Regions from separate parts of the Dromaius novaehollandiae genome. Here region 1 is linked to region 2. A link is a contact called in public Hi-C data. All regions are on one chromosome and are shown on one strand. The core of a region is the stretch at or near the end of the contact, and the rest is flanking DNA. Distances in the headings are between cores, read along the strand shown.

Region 1 (4,324 bases), core at 1,174-3,673, 140 kb after region 2:
ACTTCAATATACCAGTGCTTTCAAATAGATTAATAAAAGGCTATCCAAAATAAGTTTAGTGACGATGTGTAAACATAAACAAGGCTATAAGCAAGTCCACAACACTTTGGGGACCCTAGTCTTTCTGAGCACTGGGTGGGAGTTGCAGTACACAGCGAACACTTGTTTTAGAATGGATAAATACATTAAATCTGATACACCTTCTAAAATGTTCACATTAACTCAAATTAAGGCAAGTATCTCTCCTATGGAAATTGAAAATCTTTAGGTATCACAAGATCTGCATGGACATTTGCCTGCTTTTGCAAGAGTTTGCAGCATTACCCATCTTTGTTTTATTAGCCAATAAAAGAGACTGCCAGGCTTGGAAAATTCCAATCACGTAGGACAATCAATTTTATATGCGACTGAAGCGGACAAAGGAATTAACAGCATCATTACTGAAAAAAGGGAAAGAAAAATAAGAAGAGGCAGGAAAGTTGCATTTAGCAGGATCGGGGGGGAAAAGAGAATAAAAAACAAGGCCTCTGAGTTGCTAAAACTTTAAAACGGATATGAAAGCACTGCACCTCTGCTTTCTTTTAAGATGAGGCAGCAAAACACATTAAGCTAAGGCTGGACCAAAGGGTAGGAAAGATCCCACTTAGAGAATACATATGAGACAAAATATCTCCTTTGCCAGTCTCCAGCCGCTCTACAAGGAGGCCAGCTTAAGTGTACAGTGGAAAAATGCAGATTCCATTCGCTTAGGCTGAGGCAGAAAGAGACTCTAGAACGTTTGCGCTCATTTTGGGGGAAAAAAGAAACTGGAATTAATGGATAGAAGAAAGTCCAGTACTTAACTATATCAGTCACAGAAGCATGGGCAGTGCTTCTCAGCTTATACAGAGGCAAAATAAAGCTGTCACTGTATCTTATAGTACCACAAATTAACTTTTAGACAAAGTTTTTTCAAGCATACTCCTATCCACAACACAGTGCATCAGAGTTATTTTGTAGAAGTTCTTACAGGACAAAATAACAGACTACCACACATACTTCTTGCTTACATAACTTCTTGTACCAACACAGAGGTGGTATTTGAATGTGAATTACATAGAGCAGGACATAGTTTTAAAGCCTCTTGCTGGGAAGAGACAGTGAGATCCCGGAGCTATGCATCTCTTAGCACATCAGTGCATCTCTTGTTCCAAAACGTGGCCCTGTTAACCTCAAACATGCAGAAAGCCTGCTGTGCCATCACCACCAGTTAGACATTTCAAACATTCTTCTTCTAACTTCAGAGAAGTTTCAAACACCATTTTGGTAATGCCTCCCACATTTAAATCATCTCAGCAGCTTCCACAGCCATATAAACCTATGTTTTTATCAGATATGAATGACACTGTGTGTTACATAAAGACAGGGGCAGTGCACCATCATCTGCACAGCCACCACACCCTAGCTCTGAAGCAGGCAGCTGCTATGAGCCTGGATCCCACAGAAGATACGGAGCAGCGATAACTGGGGTCTTACCAGACACCCCACTCGGAGAGGATTTTCAGGAAAATCTGTCTTTAAGAAGTTTCCGATAGCCACACGGAGACTGCACACAGCTCGTTAGTGCAAACCGCCTGCTCCCCGACCTCAGGCTTCCCCAATTGCTGCCTCTCTCAAGAGGAAGTAAAAAAGCTTTGCCCGTCCCCACCCCCCTTCCTCCTCTCCCGGACCTCCCGCATCCCAGCTCCTCCCGGAGACCGCGGCGGGTGCGCGAGGGCACGGCCGCACCGCGGCCTTAGCCCGCCGCGGGGAGAGCAGCGCTGCCGCCCGGGCAGCCAGCTGGCACCGGCGCGGCGGGAGCGGGAAGCGCGGGAGGGGACGGTCCCTGCGTGGCTTCTCCCCCCATCGCTGCGGTCCCCGCGCACCCCGCCGCCCGTCACCGTGCCCGCTGCGCGGCAGGGCCGGCGGCTCCGCTCCGCTGCCCTCTCGGCCGGCCGCCGCCGGACACCGGAACCGCCCCCGCCGGGCCCGGCTCCTGCCCGCCGGGCTCGCACCGTACAAGGAGCGGCGGGGGCTGCCCGGCGCGGCCCTGCCCCCGCCGACCCTCCTCCCGCCCCCTGACTGACAGGCCCGGGCACAGGGAGAAGCTAAAAATACGAAACGCGGCGGCTGCCGGCGACCCCCAACGGCGAGGGCCGAGCTAGCCCCGCGGCCTCATGGCCCGGGCAGTGAGGGGACAAAAGGGCGCCCCGGCTCGGCCGCGGCGCAGCATCCCGCCGCCTGCCCCTACCTTCTCCTCATCAGACAGCTGCTCCTCCAGGTCCGCCATCTTTCCGTCTGGCTCCCAGCAGCGCCGCTCCGGCTGCCGCCCCCGTCTCCTCCCTCCCAGGCAGGAAGGGCGGGGCCCGCTCCCCCCGCTCCGGCGCGCTGGGGAGGCGGTGTCACTACGCATGCGCCTATCCAGCGCCCGCGCCGGCGGGGCCGCTGTTGGGGGGCGGGGCCGCCGCGGCCTCACGACCTCAGCGGGGCGGCTGCGGTCGGCGCGGCCGCCGGGGTAGGCGCGGCCCGCCACCCCATGGCTAATGCCATCCCCGCACCCGGGAGCGCTCGCGATCTGTTGGCCCAGCTCGGGCTGTAGTTTCGCAGCGTGAAGTGCCGGTGGGCGCTGTGGTGGGTGGCTGGGACGCGGCCTGCGCAGCGCCGGCCTCTGTGGGCGCAGCGGGGGGCGGCGAGCGCCCTGCCCTGCCCTGCCCTGCGCTGTCCTGCCCTGCCGTGTCCGGCCGAGCGGCCTGCGCTCGCTGCCGCTTGCCGGCCTCTCCGAGTCGTGGAGTGACGCATTTCAGTGCGTCCGTTGGAAATCTGTGTGGGCGGGCAGGAGTACAAATTACCAGATTTCAGACATCCGCTCAGCAGCGAGCCCGGTATGGGTTAGTGTGTCCTGCTGCCCGTGGAGAGCGAAGCTGAGAATTTGGATGGGGCAAGTTTCAAACAAGAGAATGTTTGGGGATTTCAGGAAGTTTGTTGGAAGGAACTTCGGAAAGTTCAGTTCAATGCCAGCAACAAAGAAGGATAACGTAGACTGTGTAAAGTGGTTGGTGCTCTTGCAGTGGACATAGAAAATGAATGTAGGAACAACATTAAATAGACTGGGAATTTCTTACCACTGAAAGAAGAAACTTGAAAAATGCCTTCTGGCTGTGTGGACCTGCAGGTGCCCAGAGGGATATTTGATATATGGCTTTTAATAACTGACTGAAAGAAGAGGTAGCAGAATGGAGTTTCCAGAAAAGCGGTAATAGAGGAAAGATAACATTTGTCTAACTCAGACCATGGATTTCAGACAAATGAAATTCTGTAACTTGTTCCAACAGTGTGACTGGTAGCGGATGCACAGGGAATGGTGGACGAGCAAGGCAAATACATACTGCTACTCCTGGGGAATGTTTCCTCAGCTTCCAGTATTGCTCGGAAGATAGTCCTCCTCAGTGATCCCCTCCTAACCAGGGCTGTCAAACTATTCTTCAAGGGTCCAGTAGACAGCAGGAAGTTTTGTTTTCTTCCAGGAGCAAACACAAGGTCAGGCTGGAAAAACAGATAAGCAGGAAAAGCTGTTTTAGTAATGATCCATTCTGGCAACACTGAGGTAGCAACAGACTCCATTCTATAGCAGCTGAAAAATTTTAGAGGCCTAAAAAGGAAACCGAAGGAGGAGAACAGCCAGATGACCTTTTCAAGAACTCCTTCCTGTTCCTTGATCAGAAGTAGGAAGTATATGGGAAGTACTCGTCTTAGCCAGATAGGATATTTGGGTTTTATGGAACAGCGGGATAAACTCTGAATAGAGCTGGGTGCCTATATTCTTCGTGTTACTAGTAGGGATACCAATTTCTTGGATGATAAACTATCAAGGGCAGCTGAGAGAATAAAATGAAAAAGGGAGACTAATGCCAGAGATATCCTTATACCACATTTTAATATATGACAACTCCAAAGTATTATGAAATGAACCCAAACGTTACATTATTTGTAAAGGATACATCTTTCAGTTTACTGCGCATTGATGATAGGAATGTAAAATGCACAAGACAATTTGGAGCTTGAGAAAGATTATAGTATGATTAGTGTAACAAAGTTAGTTGGTAGAGTCTTGTGCTTGGGATGTTGAAATTCATAGTGCAGACTTTGTTCCTGAGGACAGAAGGGGTAAAAGGACTAGTGTATTATACTGGAGTGGCCTTTAGTGATCAGATACATTTCAGAAGAACAAGATCTTAGTTATTTAGAGGTTGAAATTCTAATTCATTAAATGAATGATGGTCTGCTGTAGACCACCCAATCTTGCTAG
Region 2 (4,332 bases), core at 561-3,060:
TGATTTATTCAGAAACAGACACCATCAACTTTTTTTTGCAGCACCCATACCTTGCACTGAAATTCACAGGAGCTGTGAATGTTGGAACCTCACAAAATCAAGCCTCAGATGCCTGAAATCAGGCACCCTAAAATGGAGGACTCATTTTTTAAACCTGACTGCATTACGCCTTGCCCAAAGTCACAAATCAAATCACTAGCTGAGTGCAAAATGGAACAACCCCGTAAGCTATTGAAAACCACTGTGCTTCCACCTACTAAAGTGAAATCCAAATGTTGTTTACACACTATTTCCATTACCCTAAGAATCAAGCAACGCAAAAGCAGATGGGCATTCTTGACATCTTTTCCTGATTATTTTCTTGACAGTGTTTTAACTATGCTGCAAGACTCTGTAAAAGAATGAAAGTAAAAATACTGCCTGCCTTTGGAAATGGTATTAGAGAAAGCACATGCGATTTAGCTGAAGTTTCAGAACAAGGAGAGGAAACGTGCATTTGCCTTATGATAACAGAGCCGGAGCAATAAACATTGCATGAGTTTGGAAAGATATAATTATCCTGAGCAATTAATGAAGCAGTTCTGTCTTTTATCTGACAGCAAAACAAATTTAAAGAAAGCCTCATATGGTCTCATGGCTCAGGATGAAATGATACTTATACCATCTGCCTATGGCAGGGGTTGGACACTCATTTTGACAAGCCACAAAACTCCAGGGAAGCCTAGCTAACCTGTAGCAGCCACCAATTTGACAGGTAGTGGCAAAGAATAGCACTCAGAGCATTTGGCCACTGACTTTCACTGGACCGAGATGTCCACAAATGTCTACTCAATGCATGAATATCTGCTATTTGCATGAAAGGCTTGGAAGGCAGAGCATGGTATCTGTGGGTGGGGTAAACTTGTGGGTGTTTCTGGATTACAGGCAATCTCTTAACTTTCCACAATTCCTGTATGTGACTACTCAGGTTTAGCCACAATCTAGCTCTCAGGCCTCATACTCTTAAACCTTGATCCTGTTAAAATGCAGGCATGCACCTAATTTTGCAGTTCATGAACAGTCTTGCTGATTTCAATTTACTGCAAGTCCATGGCCTTAAGCAGCAACAGTCCGGCTTATTTTCCTTATTAGACAAATAACAGCTTTCACTTTCCTCCATACTAAGTGACTCAAGACATCTGAACTTTAAAAAGCAAAGCTTAGCTTTATACAACATAAATTGCACAGCTATGGTTTCCACACCATTTCCCATATACTTTTCATCCAGTTTTTTAAAGAAATCAGTACGTATTGCCAGTCTTCACTGTATTTTTCTTGGGGGGGGGGGGGGCTTCCAGCTTTATTAGAAAGAAAGCCATCATGCATGTGTTTGACCACCGACCGTTTTAGCTTTTCAAGACAAGCTGCGGAGGTTGAGATGGCGTCTCCCCTGAAACGGCTAGCAGGACTGAAAGCAGAGAAGCTCCCATGTGGGCGAGCCTTTGGGCACCCTGAGGATGGGGCGGTTACACTTCCCCCGAAGATGAGGCGAATGTCCGGCTGTGCCCGGGGCCGGCACCTGGGATATTTCCCCCTTCTCACAGAAAAACCCGAATTTCTCGGGGGGGAGGGGGGGCGGGAAGGGGGGCGGCCTCTCACCTGAGACGCTCTGGCGGCTGGAGTCGGCGTCCACGTTGGCGGCGTTGGCGGCGTTGGGCGCGCTGTTGTCCACCCCGCCCAGCAGAGGGCGCAAGTGGCTCACCGAGACCTGCTCGATGAAGGAGGTGCCGTACTTGCGGAAGTACCACCACTCGAAGATCTGCAATACACGCACACACAGCGCCGCGTCAGCGCCCCGCGTCCCGCAGCCGGTAACGGCTCGCGGCCAGGCGCCCTCCCCTCGCTGCTCCGCACCTTTCCCGTCCCTCAGCGGTTCTCGGGAACTCTAAAGGGGAGGGAGCGCGAACAAGCCAGCTGGGGCCTCCCCAGGAGCGAGCACCGCCCTTTCCTCACACTGAGGGGGGTCGCCGCGACGGAAAAGGCCCAGCGAGGCCCCGCCAGCTCCCTCCCGGCCCAAGGAGCACCAAGGCTCGCTCGCCCCAGCCGTGGCCCTCACGGCAGGCAGACGGCTTACTCGTGCGATAGTGGAGTTTAAATTTGATCATAACTCGTGCTGATTCCAGCCAGTCACTTCAGATGAAAACACTGCGCTTTAAACTTTTTTTAAAAAGGTGGAAAATCTCAATCTTTCATCAGCAAGCCCTCCCCCATCCCCCCGGAATGTTATATCAGATGATTTCTCATAAAAGCTTTTAAAATTGTTAGGAACGTTCCTCTGAATGACTTCTGGAAAAAGCCCACGTCCATGCCATCTAAGATTAGGCACAAAGATGCTAAAGTTAAGAGGGTGCTCTTGCCTCACCCTTCCCCAGCTCCCTCTACAGTCAGTGGAAAAACACGAGGAAAAGCAGCTTTGCTTGCTTTCCCAGTAGGAAATTTTAACAGATTTAATTAAAAAAAATATTAAAAATACAGAACAAGACCCAGGAAATGGAATCCTACTGATTGAGATTTTTTTTCCACAACAGAACTGTGAGTTCTTCCCCCCCATCCCCCGACTCAAGTTGATTCAAATTATTTTTTTTTTCAGGTTTTTGGTTCAGCTAGGAAATCAGAAAAATGATTACTTACATAGTTCTACTTGAATAATCATTCTACAGCCTAAAAGATCCCCTTGTAATTGTAATTATATACCTAAATATGTATTTATGACATTTTCCTAGAGAAATTCTATTCTTGAGTAAGAATATGCATATTACAGGAAACAAAACCTGAAAATGAAGAGTATTTCATACAAATAGGGAAAAGATTTTGACTGTAAAAATTATAAATGCACACATATTTGTAATATCCTAAAGGATTTAGCAGTTGCTCTTGAATCATCAACGAAACATCAACATACCAATAGAAGTAAATATAAGTCAAAAATTTTTTTTGCAGAATATGGTAGTACTTTGTAGTATTGATTACACTAGAAATTTTGAATGAATGATCTTTGCTCTTCTTGTTTTCCTCAGTGTTTCCATGTTTTATGCCAGTGCTGAAACCTTTTACGAAATCTCTACAAAACAGGTTGTTTATTCTTACTACAGCTGTCCAAGATCACCAAGTGGATTTATTGAAACTTGAAAGAATTAAATTCACATGATCTACACAATCTGAGATCTGTAGATTAAGTTCTGCTTGGCTGGCACAGAACCAAATCATGGAAGGCCTCTTAGGAGTCTAAATTCTGCACAGAGGTTCAGATTCAGCTCCACACTTTCCCTCCCATGGTCACCTGAATCACCAAAACAGTCTCCATATTTTTCCTTTTTGAAGCTCTCCTGAGGTCTTTATATAATTGAACTGACTTCTATCTCATGAATTTGTCTGTAGACAAGAGATGCTTTTTTATTTTAAGCCTTTCCATAAAGGGAAAAAATTGAAAATAAACCTCTTAGCATAGTAAGAAAATGTTCCTCTCAAAAAGAATACTAATGCATTCAGCATTGGGGCATCCCTTAATTACAGCCATGTTATTACAAAATCTACAGCATTCATATGGAGGAAGCTCACATTAGCTGCACTGGAGTGGAGTGGGAATCTAGCTGGCCATTTGAAGACACACGTTCACACATTTGCATGGCATGGACATGGCAGCCCTGGAGATCACTTGGTCCCCAAAACAATTTAATGGCTATTTTATGAGACATCAACAAGGAAGAATAAAGCAGTCTACTGGGAGAAGACAGAAGGACTATGTGAGTAGTGAGCAGACATAAAGGTCACAAGAACTTGGGAAGATAAACAGATGGCCACAGAGAAGTCAGAACATAAATACATCCAGATTGTTGTGAAATCTACATTCCAGGCAAAGTACCGAAAACCCACACGGCATTTATATTTCCTACTTATGTAGGTACCACGATGCTTTTGTCACTCCATTTGTTACTTCTGCATGTACTTGCAGTAGTACCCAACTGGAAATCACAGGCGCCAGGGACAAAAGTGTCACTATATATCTGCTCTGTACTGATAAGACTTCCCCAGGCATCCACTACTGCCTGCATTTTTCCAGATGTTGGAGATGATGGACAGGGAGCTGGTGTGGATGAATCTTTGGTTTTAGCTGTTCTCATGCACTTAGGTACACAACACACTCTAAAGGGTTTAGAATTTAAATCTTATGATCTAAGCATCAAAACCGAAGCAGGCAGCATACAGCCAACCATGACGGAGAGGCTGTGCCATCAGATACGCACGTGTTTTTGCTTTATCCTTGGCTTCAAACTTTGAAGCTTGAACAGACTG

Evidence for each region. Hi-C and Micro-C count contacts between places; a contact is called where the count stands out from the background.
Region 1: a Hi-C map of liver shows a contact between it and region 2, with 3 times the contacts expected there. The contact joins the promoter of CAPZA2 here to the enhancer-like site in region 2. A contact is called at or near these places in 2 of 4 Hi-C or Micro-C datasets (brain and liver).

Annotation. Positions count from the first base shown.
Region 1 is chr1:24,331,274-24,335,597 of bDroNov1.hap1, forward strand. CAPZA2 (capping actin protein of muscle Z-line subunit alpha 2) reads right to left here and starts at 2,424. Exons shown (of 10, transcript XM_026097350.2): 1 at 2,270-2,424. The coding sequence starts at 2,308. LOC112981594 (a long non-coding RNA gene) reads left to right here and starts at 2,452. Exons shown (of 4, transcript XR_003258762.2): 1 at 2,452-3,555.
Region 2 is chr1:24,187,666-24,191,997 of bDroNov1.hap1, forward strand. ST7 (suppression of tumorigenicity 7) reads right to left here. Exons shown (of 15, transcript XM_064507367.1): 3 at 1,639-1,798. Among named protein-coding and RNA genes, the nearest start is that of WNT2, 89 kb to the left of the region's middle. Within about 2 kb of position 1,811, at least 2 of the 2 cell types and tissues checked have open chromatin away from gene starts, as enhancers often do.